Linked DNA regions of Hordeum vulgare: region 2 is linked to region 1. A link is a contact called in public Hi-C data. All regions are on one chromosome and are shown on one strand. Each heading gives the region's core, a stretch centred on a gene start, on an enhancer-like site or on the middle of the called end of the contact. The rest is flanking DNA. Distances are from core to core; before and after follow the strand shown.

Region 1 (4,834 bases), core at 1,251-3,750:
TGATTCAGATGTACACTATCTTATCATTCAAAAATCTTTGTTAAGGTTGTCTTCAGCAATAATGCGCACATTTCGAAGAGGAAAACATAATAGAGAACTAAACATATATTCCTGGTCACTTGACTAAATGTTCTTTATTCTGCTTGGGATGACAATAGCGAAAATATAAAAGTACATTATTTGATCATGGTTTTTTCTCTTGTGTATTATCATGCTATTACTAGGCACTGTATCATGCATCAGTTGTCCTGCAATGAGCTTAAGTTTATATTGTATCAATGGTTGATGCTATCTACTCATCAACAGCATTTTCAGTAGGTAACCATGAGACTGATTCTCTCTTTGTAGGAGATATATTGCAATGATAGATTTGTGTTGCATGGCTGGCAATCGAGACCAGCTTATAACACTTCTACTCCAAGTCGCTGAATGTGCCATCACTATTCTTCTTGTTCATTTCCACGATGAGTATGAATATTTATTAGTTTTGCATACACTTTGTTTCTTACTGTTTTATTCTTCAAGTCTGAAACACCATTTTACGTTCATATATTTGTAGAGCTTGTGCAGAAGATCTGTCTTTGTTTTCCGATGAACTACTCCCTGTACTGGAGAGGCTAGAGCATTTAAAAGAGGTATGGAACTCATATAAATGTCCCAGTTCATTAGCTCAGCTTTAAATTAATGTATGTATGTAGGCAAAATTGGGCCAAGTGAATATAAAAACTTCTATTGAACTTGCTGAGAAGTTTGGGATCCACTCCCTCTGTCCCACAATATAAGAGCGTTTATAAAGCTATCTATAGCTTTATAAACGCTCTTATATTGTGGGACGGAGGAAGTACTTCTTTCTCATGCTTTGCTTTGTTGGGTTTGATGTGCTCTGAAAATGGAACAATTTCTTTGGCTGCACTTGCAGGACAAAGTTGGACGTAATCTCAAGTTGTTCTACAGATCTGTTAGCACTCTGAAAGAGATGACGGTAAGAAGCATGACCATGTGATGGATACTGGGAAGCAAGTATACAACTGAAATGATTTGTAGGATGTGTAACAGTGTTGTTGTATATGGTGACTTATTGGACACATCGTAATGTCATTGCTCTGGTGAGATGCCAATTTCTGCTCTGATGTGTTTTTGATTGAGGAATTCAGTAGTTTAGTCAAATTGTAAATTGATCTCCATCCTTAAGATCTAGGCTCGACATTCAGAATTTGGAAGATTTCTTGTTAGAGCTGATGGACTATCCTTGTTTTGGCTATTTATACATGAAGGGAATTTATTAGAATCGCCGACCGGTCAAGAGCTCAGGCCGCTTGTGCTGACTCCATGCGTGGTGGGTCCCATGCCTGTCCTTCGGTTTGATCTTGCCGCTTGTTTTCTTTGGCGATCTCATCCTCCCTCTCTCGTTCCAAGCCATGCCCAACTCTACCCCCACCTAAGACATCAAAAGCCTATGGCTCAATATGAATCAGCAGCCGCCCCCTAACCCTAAGCCACCGTTGCCACTTCTCCTGCCTCTGCATCGGCCGCCCTCTTCACCGTCTGATGACCTTGTTGGTGGCAAGAGGAGTGGGGACCTGTCCATCTTGTATTTTTTTCTTAGGTTTTTGTTTTCTCTAGTGACATCGATGAGATGGTGGTGATGATGGCATTTTGGAATAAGGTCACTCCGGTCTCTTCCTACATTGACAACGTTTGATCCGGCGTTGATGGTGAGACTTGGTGTTCCCAGATCGGTTAGTTTCCTTCAGAACTGCCACATCAAATCTTGACAGTTTGTGTCTTTTAAGGAGAGCTTTTGGCTGGCATTTGGTGTGCCCACTTCGACATCTTTTTCTGTGTTGTTTTGTGGCTTAACCTGATTTCTCTAACCCTTTGAACTGATGGTGGTGGATTGCAAGCCTGTTCTGTTGGGGTTGATGCTCCAGCCGATAAAGCTTCAAAGATTTTTAGATCTTGTCTCTAGGGCGAGTGGCCATTGGGGTCTTTAAAGGCTTGTATGGGAAGGGTGTTTGCAGGTGGTGCTTTTATTTGTTGTGGGTTCAATGCATTTTTTAAGCTTTGGCGGGTGACATACATTCAGAGGAAGAAGAAGACTAATATGCTTTTTTAATGTAATTTTATTTTGTATTGATCGCTCTACGTTCAATTGTCTATCCATTGTGGATCTAAGATGCCCTTTAGGTGTCTTCATTAAAAAAAAAACAACTCTACTCCCACTTTGGCTTGTTACGGGTGGAAAGGTGGATGTTTGAGGTGATGGTGTGATGTGGGAGAGGGTTGTGCGTGCATGGTGTTGAAGTTGCAACTAGCGGCAAGGATTGCGACAAGGATTGATACAAGAAGTAACAGTGATGGTGGCAAGCTATACCAGTGTTGGGCGATGCCGACAAGCCACGCCGAAACTCCACTCTCCCACTTTGGCTTATCAGCGGTAGATGGGTGGATGCCTGAGGTGATGATGTGACATGTGAGAGGGTTGTGTGAGCGTGGTGTTGATGTCACAACTAGTGGCAAAGGATTGATTCGAGCAGTGATTGTGATGGTGGCAAGCTATGAACGTGTTGGGCGGTGGCGATAAACATAGATAAGATGATGTTACAATCATGTTGGTGGCGAGCTGGAAATGGCCATTGGGGTGATACGATGGGCACCACCACGAGTTGAAACCAGCCATTGAGGGTGCTACGTACAACGACGACGTAGAGGATGATATGGCAGAACCGGCCATGCCCTGTGCTACAACAGATATCCACTACTGGAATCATGGAATTTGCCATAAGCCAATTCTTTGTCGTCTGTTGGCTGATGGCAAAGGGCCTCTTTGCCGTCAGCTGCCACATAACAGACGGCAAAGGCATGGTTGTTGGCAAAGTATCTATTTGCCATCAACCTACACTTTGCCATATGCCAACGGACGGCAGAGAAGGCCCAGACAAACAACAAAGGGCCCAGGTAGGTCCCCCTCCCACTTTGTCGTCCGTCAGCAGACGACAAAGGATCAAGGCCCCACCCCCTAACGGCCCGAGCCAACCCTAAACCCACCCGCCCTTTGTCGTCCGCCTACAGACGGCAAAGGGGATGACCCCATAACGGTCAGCGCGCCCACCCCACACGCCCCACTCTCTCCCACTCTCTCTCTCTCTCTCTCGCGCCCCTGCCCACCCCGAGCGCCGCCGCCGCACCACCGAAGCCGCGCCGCCCCCACCCCGCCCCGACCACCCACTCCTCCATGCGCCGGCCCTCACCCCGCACCCGACCATCCCTCGCCGGGCCTCCTCCCTGCGCCGCTCCCCCACCCCGCAACCGGCGACCCCTCCTTCCCCGTGCCGGCGCCCCTGCCGCCGCCTCGCGCCCCTGCCGCCGCCCCGCGCCCCTGCCACGCCCGACACCCCCCGCCTTGCCCCCCACTGTCCCTGGCCGCCCACTACCCCCAAGGTCAGCTTTTTTTCCTTTTTTGTTGTAGTTTAGTTGATTAGTTTAGTTTAGTTTGCTGTAGTTTAGTTGATTAGTTTAATTTATTAGTTGGTACTTTAGTTTAGTTGGTCCTTTTTTGATCCTTTTTTTGTTGTTTTCTTTTTTTAGTTTAGTTTAGTTTAGTGGTACGTAGTTTAATTTAGTTGGTAGTTTAGTTTAGTTTAGAAGGAGGAGGGGAAGAAGAAGAAGAGGAGGAGGAGGAGAAGAAGAGGAGAAGAAAGAGGAAAAATAAAAAGAAGGAAGAAGAAGAAGAAAAGAAGAAGAGAAGAAGAAAAGAAGAAGAGGAGAAGGAAAGAAGAAGAAGAAGAAGGAGAAGAAGGAGAAGGAGGAGGAGGAGGAGGAGGAGGAGAAGAAGAATAAGAATAAGAAGAAGAAGAAGAGGAAAAAGGAAAAGAAGAAGGAGAAGGAGGAGGAGAAGAAGAAGAAGAAGAAGAAGAAGAAGAGAAGAAGAAGAAGAAGAAGAAGAAGAGAAGAAGAAGAAGAAGAAGAAGAAAAGGAAGGAAGAAGAGAAAGAAGAAGAGGAAAAAAAGAAGAGGAGGAAGAATAAACCGACACCCTGACACCCCGACACGATGGCCGACACGACTCGATGGAACCCTAAATGATATCTATATAGGTTAGGGGTGCCTCGACGTCGATGGAACCTTGAATGACATATATTTCGGGTAAGGGTGCCTCCGTGTGGACGAAACGAGCAGTGCGAGTTGTTTTTTTAGAACTTGGCGGTGGCGTCCCGTTGTAAAATATTTAGTTAGGTTGACGATAAAAACAATAATGATATGCTACTCATCCTTGGATTTAAATGTGCAGTTGTTTTCGTCGCTGCGAGGGTCTGGTGTTCGACGAGCTCCGCCCCTGTGTTCGAATAGGCAAGATGAGTGATTGTGCGCGGATGTACACCGGTCACCCTAATCAGAAAGAGATGACCAAAGAATGGTTGCTAAAAACCAAGGAGTTTGTGAAAGCCGCATTTGCAAATGGCCAGGAAACGAACTGGTGCCCCTGTCCTAGGTGCGACAACTATAAACAGAGGATATAGGCTGAAATGATTAAACACCTCCAGAGGAGGGGTTTTAAGCCTAATTATATGGTGTGGACATTTCATGGTGAGTCTATACAACGCACCAGAGCTGAGGTGGTTTGTCGTTGCACCGACGAGCATGGTATTGAGATCGAAGACATGGTGCAAGACTTTGATGATGCTCGGAATTCAGACGATGAGATGGAGGAATCTACAAAGGCCTTTTATGAAATGTTGGAGTATTCAAAACGTCCTCTCCACGAGCACACTGAGCTTTGTCAGCTCGATGTCATTGCACAAATTATGGCTCTGAAGGCTCAGTTCAATTTGGGA
Region 2 (4,834 bases), core at 750-3,249, 520 kb after region 1:
CGCGAGAGGCACGGTTTTCTATCATGAGAGGCACTGCTCTTGAAAATGAAAAAACGCGTTTTCTGTCCTCTCTCTTTTTTCGTGAGAGGCACGGTTTTGCTTACGCGAGAGACACGATTTTGCTATCGCGAGAGACACGATCGTGCCTCTCGGAAAGGAAAAAAAATGTTTTCTGCTCTCTCTCCTTTTTTCGTGAGAGGCATGGTTTTGCTTTCGCTAGAGGCACGATTTCGCTCCTGCGAGAGGCACGGCCGTGCCTCTTGGAAAGAAAGAAATGCGTTTTCTGTTTTTTTTTCGTGAGAGACACGGTTTTGCTTCTGCGAGAGGCACAATTTTGCTATCACAAAAGGCATGACCGTGCCTCTCAAAAAGAAAAAAACGCGTTTTCTGCTCTCTTTTTTTCGCGAGAGGCACGGTTTTCTATCGTGAGAGGCACTGCTCTTGGAAATGAAAAAACGCGTTTTCTGTCCTCTCTCGTTTTCCTTTAGAAGCACGGTTTTGCTTACGCGAGAGACCCGTACCTCTCGGAAAGGAAAAAAATGTGTTTTCTCCTCTCTCTCCTTTTTTTCGTGAGAGACATGATTTTGCTTCCGCTAGAGGCACGATTTCGCTCCTGCAAGAGGCACGGCCATGCCTCTTGGAAAGAAAGAAACGCGTTTTCTGTTTTTTTCGTGAGAGACACGGGTTTGCTTCTGCGAGAGGCACAGTTTTGCTATCGCAAAAGGCATGACCGTGCCTCTCTAAAAGAAAAAAACGCGTTTTCTGCTCTCTTTTTTTCGCGAGAGGCACGGTTTTCTATCGTGAGAGGCACTGCTCTTGGAAATGAAAGAACGCGTTTTCTGTCCTCTCTCTTTTTTCGTGAGAGGCACGGTTTTGCTTATGCAAGAGACACGATTTTGCTATCGCGAGAGACACGATCGTGCCTCTCGAAAAGGAAAAAAAATGTTTTCTGCTCTCTCTCCTTTTTTAGTGAGAGGCATGGTTTTGCTTCCGCTAGAGGCACGATTTCGCTCGTACGAGAGGCACGGCCGTGCCTCTTGGAAAGAAAGAAACACGTTTTCTGTTTTTTTATGAGAGACACGGTTTTTGCTTCTGCGAGAGGCACAGTTTTGCTATCGCAAAAGGCATGACCGTGCCTCTCGAAAAGAAAAAAAACGCGTTTTCTGCCCTCTTTTTTCGCGAGAGGCACGATTTTCTATCGTGAGAGGCAGTGCTCTTGGAAATGAAAAAACGCGTTTTCTCTCCTCTTTCTTTTTTCGTAAGAGGCACGGTTTTGCTTACGCGAGAGACACGATTTTGCTATCGCGAGAGACACCATCGTGCCTCTCGGAAAGGGAAAAAATGTGTTTTCTGCTCTCTCTCCTTTTTTCGTGTGAGGCATGGTTTTGTTGCCGCTAGAGGCACGATTTCGCTCCTGCGAGAGGCACGGCCGTGCCTTTCAGAAAAGAAAAAAATGCCGATTTTTTCATGAAAAATAAGTTTGTCAAAACCTATCAACATGGAATCTATTTTGAAGATCTCGACGTGATAAACCCAACGACGAAAATAATTCAAGAGATAAAACATTTTAAAAATACGGATCTATGAAAAAAAAACTTTCAGGTTACGATAAATGACACTCATGTAATACGTCGCTTGTCGTAATATAAAAAAATAGGAGTAATCCTTGAAAAGTGTACTCGCTAAATAGTGATTTCGTGTGTTATACCGGGATATTCGGGCTGGTCCAGAAGCGCACAGGCCAGACACACCACGGACCAGGCCTGGCACGGGCTAACCGGGCCGTGCCAGGCACGCAACCCGACTTTGGCCGTGTCTGGGCCGCCACTCTCAGCACGGCACGGCCTGATTAGCCCGCTGCCCGCTGCGGCTGCCCCTCATCATCATCATCAGAAAGAAAAAAACGCGATTCCCCCCTCTCTCCGTTATTGCTCGCCGCCAGCCGCCAGCCGCCTGCCTCGACGGCCACTCGCCGTTGCCGTACGCCCAGAAGGCCAGGAGCCGCCTGCGGCCAGTCGGCCCCGCCCTGCCCTGCCCTGCCCAGCCCCGTCCGGCAAACAGCGGCACCTCCGTGCAGGCTAGCTTAGCCGCTCAGTCCGCACTCGCCAGGCGACAGCAGCCAGCAGTCCTGCCCGGCGGCCGGTGGCAGTGTGCAGGCGTGCAGCAGCCAGCGCCCAGCCCGTTGTCTTCAGTACGCACTGCCCAATCCCCATCCCACAATTTCATCATTACTCATTAGGGTTTGTTGTTTTTTATAATTATATTTATCGAGAATACATTGCCCCTGTGTATGGCATATTCGTTGTCCGTGCCCAATCCCCGTTGGCATGACATACTTGCTGTCAGTTTCCTTTAGCGGTGGACCACCCTGTTCAAAATCCTAGACCCGCCACTGCCCGTAACAATGGTAATATCGGCACAATATGTGATGCTATTGCTGTGGGTGTGGTACCTTGATGATTAGTTTTTATTGTGACTGGATTTGTTGTGGAGATAACCCTGTAATGCCTTGACGACCTTTATTTTATTTCATTTGACTTGTTCTCAACTACCAATGACACCATATTTTTATTCTGATATTTAGTATTATGGTGTCCGTAAGGTGTTTTGTTGTTCACATCTACGATAAACATAGCAAGAGATTACAAAGAAGTTAAACATTAGACAACTACAGTCCAAGGGCATCTGGAATTACACTTTTCATCCGAGAACTCACAAATAAAGTACGCGGAGGGGACATAAGCCGAAATGAACCGGACTGCAGTTTCTCTGCGCGGTGGTGAGGAGGAGCAGCTTGGACGGGGGGCGGCGTCGCTGACGGTGTGCCTGTTGCAGCGCGATGGTGGGAGCTTTACGGGCGAGGGTCCCGGCCGGGCCTATGGGCCCACAGGCCTGGTATGCTCCTGCTATTCGTCCAGTCGGCTACCGTCATTGACGGTGGAGGTTGAGCCCTCCCGCGTGCCGACGGTGCTTCTGCTCTTAGTCCCGGCTCCTTTTCGTCGCTGTGCAGGTCTCTCCTTACGGTGCCGTGGTGAGACGGCACGGGGGCTTCAAGACCGTGTTGGTGCTGGGTGAAGGTCGGTTTGGTGGCAGGCTCCGGAGTGCCCGAGTTGCAGGTTGGGATCAGGGGAAACCCCTGTCAGCCCAGCCGACACTGACGCGGTGACGCCTTTGGGTGTCGCTGAACCTTCCTGGAGGGCGTCGGGGCTACCCTTCCTCGCGCCTCGTCGCGTACCGGGGGAAACCCTTGGTAGCAGCGTCTTCATCGTCGCATTCCTTCTTGGAGGTGTTGATGGGTACCGGCGCTTTGGAGTTCTGGAGCTTGGTGGGAGATCCTTGGTGGGCGCAGCGGTCGCGAGTCTTTTGCGTTTTTGTCGATCCGCCGATGTCGGCATTTGTTTCTTTTGTATTTATTTTTCATTTCTTTTGGGCGTGACTGTGTTGCACCTATCGTTGGATGTTTTGGCTGGTTGCTTTGTAATACAAAGCGGGGGGAAACCCTTTTCCGTCAGTGTCTTTTTTCCATCACTGAATCTGTGGGGTAGCTAAGCTTAAGCCGTTTCTGGAAAAACTCCAGCGTAAAGAACTGTGCCCTAATTTTCTTTCTCCTTCTCTTGTGTGCAGCTTATTTACGATACCTATTTCCCACCTCAGTTAAATGGGACAAGGGGAGAAAGATTCAGCTGATAATTTGGTCGCTCCATCTGATGATAGGAACGAGCTGCAAGTGGAAGGTACGTGCGTCAAATTTGTAAGAGCACATATCTGCAAAGCAGAATAATTGGATGCATGTTTGTTCTGATCCAAAATAGAGCCAAAGAAAGCAGTAAATTGGAAATCCAGATCTTCAATGGAAAAATATATTTATTTTGCAGACTTTATATCTCCATAGTACACAGAAGTTCGTGAGTCTAATAATAAAATATATTTTTTGTCTGTCTGACATCAGTTATGGCATTCTACCTTATTAGCTGATGAACATTTTGTTTTCCCATGTTATAGTTTTGCTCTCCTGTTATCTTGCAAACATAATACCAGCCTTTTCTCGATCATCTTGCACCTTGCACCTTTGTATACCTTGGGACTTGGGACCCTTTTCCATCCTACCGCGTATTTGATTCCATCCATAAATCGACTTTCCCTCCTATGCTCTGAGTTCCAGTATCGATAAGAATTTGAGTTCTTATTATTCTTATGTTATACCATACCAATTAGTTATGTATGGATGATGGATGAGATTCCATGGATAGAGAGCCAGATCCAATAGATTTACGGAACGTTCCCATTCGTGTGCATCCAGGAGGATTTGAACCCGCAAATTTACCAATTATGAGTGGGGCACTTTAACTATTCAGTCATGGATGCTTAACAGGGATCATCGTACATCATAAATAACCAATTTCCATATAGAAAGATAAGTCATAGAAAAATGAAATCGAAAATATTCTGAGATGGCAAATATTCAGAGATAACTATGAAAACACCTCTCTGGATCCTCGAATTGAAAGATAAATTGAGAGGGATCAAGAATCTTAATTCTCGCTCTTTGGAATGGATCCAATTTTATTGAATCTGACTCATAGTGATCATTTCTCTTTAGCAAAAAATAACCTTGGTTATCAAAGTATTGAACAACCAGGATCCATTTACTTATGATACCTAGTTGGCATTGATAACAAGGACCTAATGAATTATGAGTTTAATAGATCCTTCTTTCTCTCTGCTCCATGTATTCGGTCAAGGCATCAAAACACGGTGCACATCTCTGATGTAATAGTAGATGACTGCCTTCTCTCTGCTCCATGTATTCAGTCAAGGAATCAAAACACCCTGT

The links. Hi-C and Micro-C count contacts between places; a contact is called where the count stands out from the background.
Region 2: a contact with region 1 is called in a Hi-C map of leaf, with 5 times the contacts expected there. The contact joins the promoter of LOC123403114 here to the enhancer-like site in region 1. A contact is called at or near these places in 4 of 6 Hi-C or Micro-C datasets (leaf and seedling) and 1 of 1 datasets of contacts at active chromatin or transcription factors (embryo).

The regions. Positions count from the first base shown.
Region 1 is chr6H:187,328,336-187,333,169 of MorexV3_pseudomolecules_assembly, forward strand. It overlaps LOC123403152 (nuclear pore complex protein NUP205), which reads left to right. Exons shown (of 44, transcript XM_045097116.1): 42 at 349-468; 43 at 560-635; 44 at 920-1,288. The coding sequence ends at 1,003. Among protein-coding and RNA genes, the nearest start is that of LOC123403152, 27 kb to the left of the region's middle. Within about 2 kb of position 2,501, at least 2 of the 3 cell types and tissues checked have open chromatin away from gene starts, as enhancers often do. A contact at or near this core is called in leaf, where this site is marked.
Region 2 is chr6H:187,851,886-187,856,719 of MorexV3_pseudomolecules_assembly, forward strand. It overlaps LOC123403114 (DEAD-box ATP-dependent RNA helicase 41), which reads left to right and starts at 2,000. Exons shown (of 3, transcript XM_045097079.1): 1 at 2,000-2,191; 2 at 3,625-3,734. The coding sequence starts at 3,659.